Linked DNA regions of Rattus norvegicus: region 2 is linked to region 1. Evidence: chromatin contacts called from public Hi-C data. All regions are on one chromosome and are shown on one strand. The core of a region is the stretch at or near the end of the contact, and the rest is flanking DNA. Distances in the headings are between cores, read along the strand shown.

What was found. Hi-C and Micro-C count contacts between places; a contact is called where the count stands out from the background.
Region 2: a Hi-C map of kidney shows a contact between it and region 1, with 2.4 times the contacts expected there. The contact joins the enhancer-like site here to the promoter of Rnf128 in region 1. A contact is called at or near these places in 2 of 12 Hi-C or Micro-C datasets (kidney and liver).

What each region holds. Positions count from the first base shown.
Region 1 is chrX:108,023,981-108,030,897 of GRCr8, reverse strand. It overlaps Rnf128 (ring finger protein 128), which reads right to left and starts at 2,510. Exons shown (of 7, transcript NM_001173349.1): 1 at 1,829-2,510. The coding sequence starts at 2,312.
Region 2 is chrX:108,062,305-108,069,221 of GRCr8, reverse strand. The region is part of intron 2 of Rnf128 (ring finger protein 128); the gene reads right to left. Among named protein-coding and RNA genes, the nearest start is that of Rnf128, 37 kb to the right of the region's middle. Within about 2 kb of position 3,006, at least 1 of the 93 cell types and tissues checked has an H3K27ac peak or open chromatin away from gene starts, as enhancers often do. A contact at or near this core is called in kidney, where this site is marked.

The DNA of each region.
Region 1 (6,917 bases), core at 1,261-3,760:
TGTTAAATCCAGAACTGGATGGTCAATCTTGACTTCAATGTCTGTTTTTCCTACTACACCGTAGTGCCTGTTAATAAATAATGATGGGTATATTAAAAGCCTAGCACATAGTAGGAGCTCACCGAGAGTTAATTTTGTCTCTTAAAACTACCAGATAAATATCCTTAACACAAGTCCAGTAGTTTAACCTGTCATTCTCTAAAGAAAACCTATTATTCAACTGGGAATCATTCATGCAAATGAATCTCATTTGGAGAAGACTAAGTCAAATCCTTGTAAAATCAGATAGCCAAATAAAGACTTTAAATTTTCCTAACCCTCGTTATTCAACTTGAGTAGCCTTTAAAACGCAATTGCATTCTAATCAATGTATTATCATCCAGGAAAGATAGTTTGTTCCCTTAATCAATATACTCAATCTAAGAACTGTAGCATTTTAGAGCTGATCCTGCCCATAGTATTCTCTTATCTCGGCTATATCTGTGCATGCTCTGCCAACTCGATGCCCACCCCTCGATGCCTACACTACCATTTGATGTGTAACTTGTACAAGGTCGTCACAAAGCTGAGCAAAGCAAGGGGGCTCAGAGGAACTCCAATCTCTGGGGTTCTGGTTCAGTGCTCTCTCTATTATGCCACGAAACCCCTCACTCAAGGCAAGAGCTCTCCAGGCAGGGCCAGTGGTACTACTGCAAGCAAAAGAACATACATTCTCATGCAGTTGAATAACTAAATTCCTTCCTTCAGAGACTCCTAAAGGAGTCTCTATATCTGCTAACCTTTAGTTACACTGCCCTAGACTCCTGAAGGTTTGATTTCATTTTACCCTAGAGGCAAACCTGTGGATAATGGGTTTCTTATTATCCCGGACTCATTTGACTGATGAGAGTACCAAGACTCAGAGTTCAGATAAGTTGCCCAAGGTCACAGGACTAGTAAGCACCAGGAGCAGAAATTTGAATCAAGGTCTGACTTTAGGCCCAGCTCTTAACAGTCATGAAACAGTGTTATTAGTCTCTTCCCTTCTCTCTCCTGTTTTTTTTCCCCACTTTGTCCTTCAGGCCCTAAGATCACAAACCACAAAAAACAGGTTTCTGGAAGGGCAATGAAGGGAGTAAAATAGTCACCCTACCATGTCCACACATTTCTGAAGTACCTGCAAGACTTTTTTCGAAGTCTGGGCCTTTATTTTTATTTTTTTTTCAGTAACATTAATCACCTGCTTTGGAACTCAAGAAGCTAAATCAGGTTTGTCAAGAGGCAAACAAAAGCACTGATAACAAGAACTACTTGGGATCCAAGACCACTGGGCAGAGAACTCCTAAGCTAAAGTTTCCACAAAAATCACAATGAGGTTAACTGAGTACTGTAACATAATCTTGTACTTGATTCATAGGAAATGTGAAGAGAAACCCAGAGAGGAGAAAAATCCGTTTTTATACTGCAAAGCGATTCCCAGGCAATGTTCGCTCTCATAGTTTAAAAGCCAATGTCCACCCTCCCACACCCATAATCCTAGGAAAGCACCCTTGTGAAACATCAGGAAAAGAAGCAAAAGCCCCCCTACTGTACCAGCCTCTGTGACCCCCTCCCCCCCGTTGGTCTTACCCTTTTCCACCAGAGACAAATTAAATTCTGAAGAATTCTTTTGCACCCAACCCCCACACCTGGCGACTCTCCGGAGGACCCTGCTCTACTTAGTGGGGGCAAAAAGGGGCACCCGTCTTCTTTCCAAACAAGGGGATAGGGAAAGGCAAGCGGGGAGGGAAACCAGGGAAGCTGGTCACTGTAGAGGTTTGAAGAGCTGTAAATTAGTAGCTGCACTCACCCGGGTGAGACATGGGAATGACCTCATTGCGGGTCCCGGGGAAGTTAAAGATGACGGCTCCAGAAGCCCCTCTCTCATAAGCCAGATGGATCTTGTCCGCGAAGGTGCAGCCTCCGCCGCGTTGGATGAGGGCCAACCAAGATACTTGCACCGTGCTCCCCCAAACAGTGGGCACCGTGAAATTGGTGTGCGGGTTACAGGCGTTGAGCGCCCCGGGCCCGTCGGGCGGTACCAGGACCCCGGAGACGGGCTCCAGCGGCGAGTCCTGGCCGTACACGCCCTCCTCGCTCAGCTCCCACACCGTGCGGTTCACTCCGGGGTGCGGAACCCGCCAGGACACGTTGAGGTACGCGGTCCACACAGCTTCGGCTCCCCGGGAACCGGGCGCGTGCGGACTCAGAGCTAGAAGGAAGCACCAAGCCAGCAGCCGGGCAGCTCCGCAGCCGCCGCGGCAGTAGACCCCGATCCCGGGAGGCGGCCCCATGGCGTGCACTCGGCGCGAGACCCGGGCCAGGACTAGGTGCGAACCAGGTGGGGAGCAGGCGGCTAGCAGCCGGCGCGGGGCCAGAGAGGTCGCAGGCTGCCCTGCCGACCGGCACGCAGCGTCAGCGGCCAGGCTACTGCAGACGCAGCTCCGGCAAGCAAGCACTAGGGATGCTCGCTCGCGACTGCCGCGGCCTCGTCGGGCTCTGGGACGCTCGCGCGAAGCTCCGCCCAGCCGGCTGGGGGTAGAGGTGGCTGGGAGAGTGAGCCAGCGAGAGAGCGAACAGGAGAGGAAAGGACACTGCGGGATCCGCCTCTTAAAAGGGTCACAGGGTGGGAAAACCTTACTTAAGAGACTCTCTGGCCAGCCAGGTGTGTCCTGTCCTTTTTAGGAAGAATACTTGGCCAGAGAAGGTGGGGAATGCGCCAGTTTACAAGCTTTCAGTTCCTCGTCCGATTGGTTTAGGTTTTGAAAGGCACACATTCCCTCTCCTTTGCCTGAAGGGGAGTTTGGGCTTTGTGTCAGGAGACTGGGAAAGTACTTCTGAAAAGCTGCAGGTCCAAAGGGTGTGAGTTCTAAGTAGGTCCTTAGTGCTAGGGTTAGATGCTTCCTGTTCCCCCCCCCCCCCCCTCCGGGAAGGACAAGCAAAGCACGTCCTCATTACTCCCTTTATTTAATTAATTTCGTAGCGGCCCCAAACAGCACGTTTCTCTTCCCTGATCTCAGAGTGTGCTATACGTGTCAGAGTGTCTTTCCTACAATTACCCGAGGCTAGCACACTGCACCAGATGCCTCTTGCAAGCAATCTTGATAACCACAAAAGAATTAACAGCTCCATACACCTCAAAGCCAAGCCCCTCTTTTTTTCACCTTCCACAAATTAGGTTTGACCTAAGTGATATTCCAGCAAGATTCATGATCTTAATTACCTTTCTTCTCTTGAACCAACTAGAATTAGCCCGGCCCACCTGGACAATTCACACATGTCACTGTTAGTTATAGTTCAGCATACATTTCCGTCAATACTGTCAACGACCACATTTACTGGATTTTCAAAATTGTGCATGTAACTAAACTGAATTAATATACCAGGTGACAGCCAGTTCAGAATTTATTTATGATTTTGATTTTTTAGACAGGGTTTTCTTATGTAGTCCTGACCAGCCTGGAGCCAACTATGTAAATTAGTACCATATGCATACATTAGGGCAATCCTCTTGCTTAGTTGAGATTACAGTTAAAGACATGTGCTACCAGGCCCAACTTCTGAACAGTTTTTAACCTTTAGAATTTATTCCTCTGTGCCTTGATTTGTTTATAAATTGTAAAATGGGAATGATAACATTGAACGCCATGGAGTTGGTCAGACAGACGGTTAAAAGTTTTCCTATAAAACACTCAGGATCCTGCTTAGCTGAGTATGAAAATTATGTTAAATATTGTTACTCTACAAGTTCAGGGGCACAGGAGTCCTACAATATCAATGTTGTTACCTTGCAGTAATAACCAGAGACCATGCTGTTTATGAATTCGGTCTTAGCTACTTTTTTGGTTCAGGCTAATTTCCAGCACAACATTCCCAATCACTCTCTTCTCTAAATCCTTGGCCCAGCATTTACTTAATAGTATTTCCCAAGATTAAGCGTATGTTTATTCTATTCTTGATACTCTTAAGACCCCAGAAAAACCTAGAGGAAAATTAACACCATCTATCAAACACCAGCTAAAATACAAGTGGATATTCTGTGAAACATGAACCTTGAGTGTTAAAAGCAACTTTAGGAGCCACTTGGGGGTAGGTATGGGATCAGTGGAAGAATATCCAGCCCCCAATGTCAATGAATTTAACCTTTAAGATTTAAAATACTACCCCCTAAAAAAAGCCAGAGTAGTATCAGCCATGTAGTAGATTAGTATAATACCAGAAATCATCTGAGTTTGTTCATGGAGAACAATCAAAGCACAATTAAACAATATTAGTTGAATGAAAATCAACTGTATTGTTCTTTGAAGAGAATGTGATCAAAAGAAAGGGGGTATTTTATAAGATGTCTACCAAAATAAGTATAGAGAGATGTTTATTTCATTTCCTCCATTTATTATTTCTTACATATTTCCTCACATGTCCTGTATACCATGAACTAAATGTAAGTCAAATAAAATATCAACTATGCTTTCTAAAAGCTCAAGAATTCACTTCAAAGGATAAGAAGTGATCACTGCATTACTGACTAGTGTATGCATATGGTACTGTCTCTCCAAAGGAAGTTATACAGCACAGGCAGGTAGTGGACAACAGAGAAGAGTTCCCTGTGCTGAGCTAAAGAGGATTAGTCTTTATAGGCAAAGAGCAACATAAGAGAAGACATGGGGACCTGACCTAGAAGTTCAAGAAACCTGTAATCATAGCAGGCCTTCTAAGTGCAAAATGGTTGAAACTTGAAGTCTGAAAGGAAGGTAATACAGAGAAGATTAGGGGTCTGAGAATGAAGTGCAGTAATAGAAAACTTGACCAACACATGTGAGGTTCTGGGTCCATCCCCAACACGACAAAATAAGTAATAAAAATAAAAGATTAAATACAAGTGTCATATAAAGGCCAGACCTTCAGAGTTTCTGGGAGGGAAGCTAGTTAGTATCTGGACCTTATCCAAAACTGTAATATAATCAGGATTTAAACAGAGAGTAATATCAGATCTGCAATTTAGAAATCACTTTGGCTTTTCCGTGGATAATAGATTGGAAGGAACAAGAGTAGTATTGGGGATCTGAGGAAGATTTTTGGCAATACTCCAAGTGATAAGTGAAGGTAATCTGGACTAGATAGGCAGTAGATTTGAGCAGATGTGGGCAGGATGGGGATTCATGGTGAAGGCCAAATCAACAGCACTTATTTTGGGGGCTGCTATAGAGGGAGGATTGGAATTGAGTCTAAAGACTGGATTCATTCAGGCAGGGAGTACAGGAAGAGGCCTAAAAATGTGTACAATTGATAAGCAAAAAAGAGATAAGTTCACTTTAGACATGTTGATTTGAGCTGTGCGTACTAGAACTAGGTAGAAGTGTGTAGTAGGTCATTGGCTTTTCCTATTATTGGACACTTTTTAATGTAAGTTACTGAAGAGGCAGAGGCATATAAAGAACATTCTTGTTCTCAATTAAGTCAAGGTTTAGCAGGAGAGTCAGAGAAATAGGCAGGTAATAAGCATATATAATAATGAGCAGTATGATTTAGTAAAGCATAGGTATTACCTAAGCAAAGAGGGTAAAGATGATATTCAGGCACAAGTGATGGCATATGAGAATAGCAGAGAACAAGCAGGAAAGTAACATTTAGGAGTTAGTTATGGCTAGGATATGTGCCAACAAGGACGGGGCAGTGAAAATGAAACTAGTTAAGTAGATGGAATGTTAAGAGTTTAAAACATGCAGAATCATACATATATCACATATAAGTACACACATAAAGCACATTTGACAACATGATTAAGGATTGTTACATCTAGATGGTGGGCATAGAGATATTAAATTGATTTTTTTAAACTTTTCTGTATATTTTATATTTTGTAATTAGTGGGTTTAGGTTGCGAATTTTAGATTGTCTTTTCATATGTATGTTTATTTTGCCTGAATGTATAGTATGTATTATGTGAGTGCATGGTACTTATGGAGGTCAGAAGATGGCATTGGATCCTCTGGAACCAGGGTTACAGGCAGTTGTAAGCTGCCACAAGAGCACTGGAACTTGAACCCACCTCCTTTGGAAGAGCTCTTAACCACTGAACCATTTTTTCTATTCTCTAAGTCGTGGATTTATATTGAAGCTAGTGGAACAGATGAATAATACAACAAATCTCGGTTTTAAAAAATATCCAGATTGTCTTGAAAGCAAGACTGGTGAAACAGAGACTGGTGAGGAAGCTAACATCATCAGATCTCTTTTGTCGGTCTATCCCAATTATGAAATGGAGACATTAGGCTACCATAGCTTGATGACGTGAACCATTAAGCATCCCCTTGCTCTGAGTCCCTCCTCACCAAGCAACCTTCTTATTATCATTTAGCTTCTCATGTAAATGTGCCTACAGGGAGATAATGTACTCATCAGCAAACAGTAGTATCAGGTCCATTTGGAGGTTATACTTCTCATTATAAATTAATCAATTGGCATTCTGGCTTACATATTGGTCTCCTGTGAATTTGGTTAACTCTGAGTCAGTCCCCAGGAGGCCATCGTCTAGTTACACTACCAGTTAAATTTCAAAGCTTTCAAACCCCAGACTCAGATTGTCTATCCTGATTGCATCAACTGTCTTTCCATGATGAGTAACTCGATGGCTGTCCCTACCTTATCCCCACGTCTTACTGCAGAATATTTTCACACTACAAGAGCTGCCCACTAGTAAGAGTTAAATCTGCTGTTGATCAGGCACATCACCATTGTCAGGGAGTTGACTAGAAATGCTAGCACCCACTTCTGCTTGAGAACTTCAAGTACCAGATCTCACTCCTTCACAAAGCATCACACCCTGAGTAAGACTTTCCCTGTTGGAAAGTTCCTGTTAATGTAATTCAATTCTTTCCCTCCCACTTCCCCACTCTTCT
Region 2 (6,917 bases), core at 1,757-4,256, 38 kb before region 1:
CTCTCCCCCTTCTATGCAGGGTCTGTTCCCCAGTAAGGTTTCTAGCTCACACATAGTTTCATGGAAATTAGATATGATGTAAATCAAGTACCTTTCATAGTGCCTAACATAGCATAGATACTCACTAAAACATTTACTAAGTGGAAATATAAAGTAGGCCTTGTAAAGGAGTACCACTGGATACAAGTAAAATAGCTGTGAATATTCCAGACAATTATCCATACTAGAAGTATTTGATGGAAGACTAACAAAATGACTAGCCAGACTCCTTTTCTTCTATCATAGGAACAGCAAAAATCTCACTCAGATTGCTCCTTGACCAGCGAATATAGATAAGTAAGAATAACTAATGCTGCTGTGAATGAAAGCCCAAGTAAAGGCTAGGATATTAAGAGAGCTTGATCTTTATATTCCTAGAGTCTAGTTCAATAAAGCCATCTACAATTCAGCTGTTTTCTGACAGTTCTCTAGTTTCTTCAGCCTACATGCTGTTAAAGCTATGATCCCTTCACTAGGTCAACAACCAGGACCCACAGGCCGGGCTATGGCTCAGATTTCTAAGCCTCAGTACTTTCTTATCACATAGATCAGGAGCTACTAAGACGTTGAGAAAAATGCAATATAAAGGGAAACAGAGCCAGTGACAGGAAGGCATATAATAGACCCAGAAATATATCTTTGTTATGGGTCTTTAAAGCATTGCTCATTGAGGTTTGAGCATCAAGTTCTATAGCCAAGGGGAGAAATGTACTCTTTGGGAAGTACTATTTCGCTAGCATGTTTATTTGATTAAGCATATATACACACTGAGATGAGGGAGGGTGATCTGGCTGCAACGTCTGTCAGTCTACTCATCACCAAGGTTGACTCAGCTAATTTGGCTGGCTAGGTCGGTGTCCCCTTTCAACCTTACCATTCATGTGTATCTCACCCAGAGCTTCATGCTTCGTTGAAGAGGACAACCTTCCCCTATAGAGGCAGAGCACTGTTTTTATCAAGGGTATATGACTAGCTGTACTCCCTGATAGACCTCCACATGCTCTCAAGCCTGCACTTTCTGATTTTTTTCATCCCTAAATGTTCAATTCAATATATTATTAATCCTTGAGTCTCCAATGATAATGTTTATATGTTTACTAGTAATGAATGCCACACATTTTTCCTTCATTGCAGATATGAATGTAATACAAATTAATCTGAGGTTTGGGCTCAAAGGCAAATGTGCCATGTATGCCATATGTGAGTCTATTCTCAAGGAAAAAGGGAGCTGGTATTAATACCAAGCTAAAAATAGGTGATAGGGGTAAAATGCGTGCGTGCACACACACACACACACACACACACACACACACACGCACGCACACACAGACACACACACACCACCCTCACATACAACCTAATTTTAAATGCCAAATTATTAAATAAGAAACTCGCCTCAGAGAAGGGGGATGCTAGAGGGGTAAGGTGGGAGTGGGTGGGGGTGGGAGAGTACCCTCTTAGAAGCAAAGGAGAACGGGAGGGGGTGGGGGGCTCGAGGAGGGGGAACTGGGAAGGGGAGACATTTGAAATATAAATACATAAAATAATTAATAAAAAAGAAACTTGATTATAGAAGATCTCTAAAGACCTACAACATTTAAAGATAATATGTAGGTTCAAATGGCATTTTGTAATTTATTTAACAAAAATGAATACTTTGTGTAGCTCTCAGACCTCACTAAAGACATTTCTTTGTGTAGTGGACAATGGTGAATGCAGAAACTCACAACTGATCAAAATGCAAAAAAATAAATGTCAGTGGAGTGCTCAGCCACAAATGGGACATCTGTATCACACCCATCAAAGCTCAGTGACCTCTCTCAAAGGATACTGTTCGAAGAGTATAAAAGCAAAAGGTCAGGGATGGCCAGCACAAAATGTCTTCTAGGCATGAGATAGCCACTGACGTCATGAACTCATAGCAACTGTGACTGACTGCGCAAGATCAAACTAGTCAACATTCCTGCATGGAGGAAGGCCTGAAAGAAAGCCCCCATGCCTAGTTCAATATTTATAGTTGATGGGGGAGGGAGAGTCAGTTTTTTTTTTTTTTTTGGTGTGGCTCCTCATAGATGACCCATGCTCTATTGCAGTGGTTCTCAACCTTCCTAATGCTGGGCCCAATAAGTAGTCCCTCATGTTATGGTGACCCCCAACCATAAAATTATTTTTGGTGCTACTTCAAAACCATAACTTTGCTACTGTTATGAATTAATGTAAATATGTTTTTCAATTTTCTTAAGCAATCTCAACTCACAGGTTGAGAATTGTTGCTCTAGTGGCTTTTATACCCATGATATGTATGTATGTATGTATGTGTGTGTGTATGTATGTATGTATATATTATGTATATACTGTAATATATACATTGTACTATATTGTATTATACATTATATATAGTATAGTATATACATTATACACACACAGCACAAACTGGAGTCAGTGGGCTGAAAAAAGAGACAGTAGGTAGGGATGCAGTTAAGGAGAGGCTTGTAGGATGAATATTGTTAAAATATGTTGTATGAAATTCCCAAAGAATTGATAAAAATAGGTTGAAAAGAGAACTCTAGGTTCTATAAGTGTGTTATTTCTTTACCTTTCTCCCTCTAAACTGCTAGTACCTTGAGGACTGGGGCTTAATTGTTTTTAAAAATTCTCATACTGGCTACTCACTGCTCTGAGAATATTTAATTTAAAAATATAAACACTTCCATGGTTTGTCAAATAAGACATTTCTCAATTTTACTTAGTAAAAGCCCCTTTTCCAGTACATCTGGGGAAAGTGATTTTTAAAAAAACAAAAAACAAAAAACATTTACTGGGCCCCAACTATGTATCAGGTTCATCCCTAAGCTTTTTACCTGTGTCATCACGTCTAAACATTAACTAACATGGGAAATAGGTATTTTAATATCCACGTTTTATAGTCAAGTGGGTTCTGAAGCTTGACTAAAGTCCAGGCAGGTGGCTAGGTGCAGAGCCAATCCAGTTCCATCCTGCTTGTATCTCTCCACAGCAGTACACTGCCTCCACTGTGTGCTAGGGAAGAAACCTTTAAAAGGCTTCGCCTTCCTTATGAAGAAGATAAAGGAAAAAAACAAAACAAAACCAGGGAGGTAACACTTAAAGTCAGCTATTACTCAGTCTTAAAATCGTCTCTAAATTGGCTATACATTGTGATTTGAGAAACATTTTAAATAGATATATTATACTAACAACTTCTCCTCCTCAGTGTTAAATCATATCTGGCTTAAGAATATTTGACCATCAAGTTGAGAACTGAAGTCTGTCTCTGTCTCTCTGTCTGTCTCTCTGTCTGTCTCTGTCTCTCTGTCTCTGTCTCTCTCTCTCTGTGTGTCTGTGTCTGTGTCTGTGTCTGTGTGTGTGTGTGTGTGTGTACACACGAGCACGCGTGCCAATTTTCTTAACAGAAGCTTAATGCCACTCCTCCAAGCAAACAAAAGCTTTGACAGTAGCAGCAATTGAAGCTATCAGCAACACAGTTTCAGGTTATTGTTGCTGTTTTTGATTCTAAGAATTTCCGAGGTGCCTGGGAGGAGGGAGCTGGAAATAAAGTTAGAGTAATTATCATTATTTATTATAATTTTCAATTTTAAAGTTGTGGTGAACACAAGCTGTCCTAGTAGTTCATCTGTATATTCATAGCACATTACGTAAAACATATGACAGCCTGCTGATTTACCTGCCTGGGATTGGCCACAGGGTATTTAACATTCAGTGTAACTGAACTATACACAAACAACTTAGAGAGTTACACTAATTACTTAATGGGGCTAAAGTACACACACAAAAAAAGGGGATAACACAAAGAAACTACATTTTTTTCTGTATATGAGTCATTGCCTTTTAGAAAACAAACACTTCATTAAAAGCTAAAAATAGGGGCTGGGGATTTAGCTCAGTGGTAGAGCGCTTACCTAGGAAGCCCAAGGCCCTGGGTTCGGTCCCCAGCTCCGAAAAAAAAAGAACCAAAAAAAAAAAAAAGCTAAAAATATAGGACATTGTCCAAGAATGAAGAAAAATCGTAAGCTTGGCTCTGAGTTTATAAAAACAATGTTTAAATTTGTTCGAAAATATAGAGGAAAGGGATTCTTTCCCCATGATACCTATCTGTGAGCCAATGCAGCGTCTGTACTATGTGGCAGTTTTGGTGTGAAAAATGAAAGACACTGAAAATGAAAGTTCAAAGAAAACCCATGGATTAATAAAGAGAGCTCCTACAATATGGATAAAAGAGTTCCTACAATATAAAAGTTTTCTTTAATTAAAAAATTAAGCACAAGGCCCTGGGTTCGGTCCCCAGCTCCGAAAAAAAGAACCAAAAAAAAAAAAATTAAGAAGCAACTTTTAAAAAGTGTTCCTTGGGTTGGGGATTTAGCTCAGTGGTAGAGCGCTTACCTACCAAGCGCAAGGCCCTGGGTTCGGTCCTCAGCTCCGGGGGGGGGGGGAGGGGGGGGAAGTGTTCCTTACGAGGAAGGAGAAACACATGATTAAAGGAGTTCTCATATATCTAAAAGCTCTGGAGACAGAGATAAAGAAGAATACAGATCATTACCACAAAGATGGCCACTATTAGCAATATATGGAAGGAAGAATTGTGAAGAAAGGAAAATTGGCCAATGGATATGTTATAACTAAGACTGTAGCCTTTTCCAACAAATAAAAGCAGCACCTTTAGAAATCGTGGTGTGACTGTAAATTTGCACGTCTAAATCAACTCTAGTCTCTAGCTAACATTTCCCCTTTCTCACAACCCTGGAAGCTGCTGTCTTGCTCACTGCTTCGATGAGATTAACTTTTTTACAAAGAGAAGAAAATTATGGAATTCTGCTATTCAAAGTCGTTTACTTGAAATCTGCTAGGAGAGCAGTTCTTAAAATGGATGTTCCTAAACACATGCGGTGTTAACTCTATGTGGTGAAGGACAGATTCAATAAATTGGCAATTGCAATCATTTCACAATGCACAGCATATCCAAATCACTACAGTGAACATTTGGGAGACAAGTTTATTTGCCAATTATGCAGCATTAAGTAGATAAAGAATTAGTGATAACATCTGGGTATTGTTATACCCAGATGTAGCCTCAACCAGTATGGAAAACTGAGATGGAAGGATTGCTAATATCAAAAGTTCATTACCACCTTAGGTCAATTGGTATGGTTTGAGACTTAAATGTTTTCTTTTTAAAATTTATTTATTTTAGGTGAGTACACTATTGCTTTCTTCAGTCAAGCACATCAGAATAGGGCATCAGATCCCATTACAGATGGTTGTGAGCCACCATGTGGTTGCTGGGATTTGAACTCGGGACCTCTGGAAGAGCAGTCAGTGCTCTTAACCACTGAGCCATCTCTCCAGCACAAGACTTAAAATGTTTCCAAAGAATGTTTCATTCTAAGGGTGTTGTTGCCAGCCTCTAGCACTACTATAAACTGACAGAACCTTTCAGAAGTGGGTCCAAAAAGTATTGATCCTTGAGGGGAATGTTGGGAGCACCACCTTTCCTGTCTTCTTTTGTCTTCATAAGCACAACAGGGCTAGTAATTACTCTATATAGCTACATGGTCTGCTATGATGCTTTCGTTTTTCTCAAGCACCTTGTCACACCGGCAAAATCAAACAAAATCAAACAAAAAACATACCAGCAACAGTAAAACCCAGCCTCAAAACAACCCCAGTAAAATTAGAGTACATGGATGTATTAAATTCTAAGATGCATTGGAGTCTCCTTTCAATCTGTGTGAAAGTCAGGAGACTATAAAGATAGGTCTCATTTAGACAAGTATTTGTTTAACTTACACCATGTAAGAGGCAAAATGCTCATGTAAAGGGCCCTGAATAATTCTCAAATTTAGGCAGTACATACATGTAACCACATGACCACATACACATACATGTGTGTATGTGTATACATACATATGTACATATCTAAATGTATATATAGACAGATGCTAGACTGAGACAAATAACAGTAATTTAGACCATAATTGGGAATATTCCAGATAATATTAATAATAGTTTATACTCAAAGACGATTGTTTTGAAGCAGGGTCTCACATTGTAGACCAGACTTGTCTTTAACCCACTGTGAAGCCAGGCTAGCCTCAGACATCAGTGACTCTCTTGCCTCATTCTCCCAAATGCTGAGATGACAAACATAAGCCAATGTACCAGGTCCAAGGATTAATTTTAAGATATTAATACCGCTATTCTTTCTTCATCTGACAACACTTTGTATTACTATTTCTAACACTAAACTGTACGGAGATGTGTGGAATACCTCTATCTAGGCAACTAATTTGAGTATCAAAGTCCCAGCCTCAAATGGTAGGGGTGGGAAGGGCTGGTAGCTAGGATCATCACGCTTGCAGCTGGCCATACTGTCTGAAAGGCACCACCCAGACAATAAAACCAGGTGTATATCATCTGGCTCAATTGTTGTGCAAAGCCATCTTGAAAAACTGGTATAACATGGTTCATTGCTCCAGCCATATCTAACAATACATCAACCACTGATATAAAGGACACTTTGAGGGCCACATTCCCAGAGTTGGCTAATGTCCAATCATGGTTCACTTGGGAACATTCAAAGTATAAGCAACTAGTTCCACTCTGTTACCTCTTGTATTACAGTCTATTCACATTGTCTTTGGTCAAAATTTTTACAACAAAACCACCAGGTTATACCTTAAAAAAGTGTATATAAATACTTAATTTGGTAAGTATTTGCTACAGTATTTTCTAAGTATTTATATATGCTGTTATATTCATATGTTTACATTATAATATGAATATATAATTACATAAAATAGTATCTGGTTGATATTTATAGATTTGACTAAATTTATAGTGTA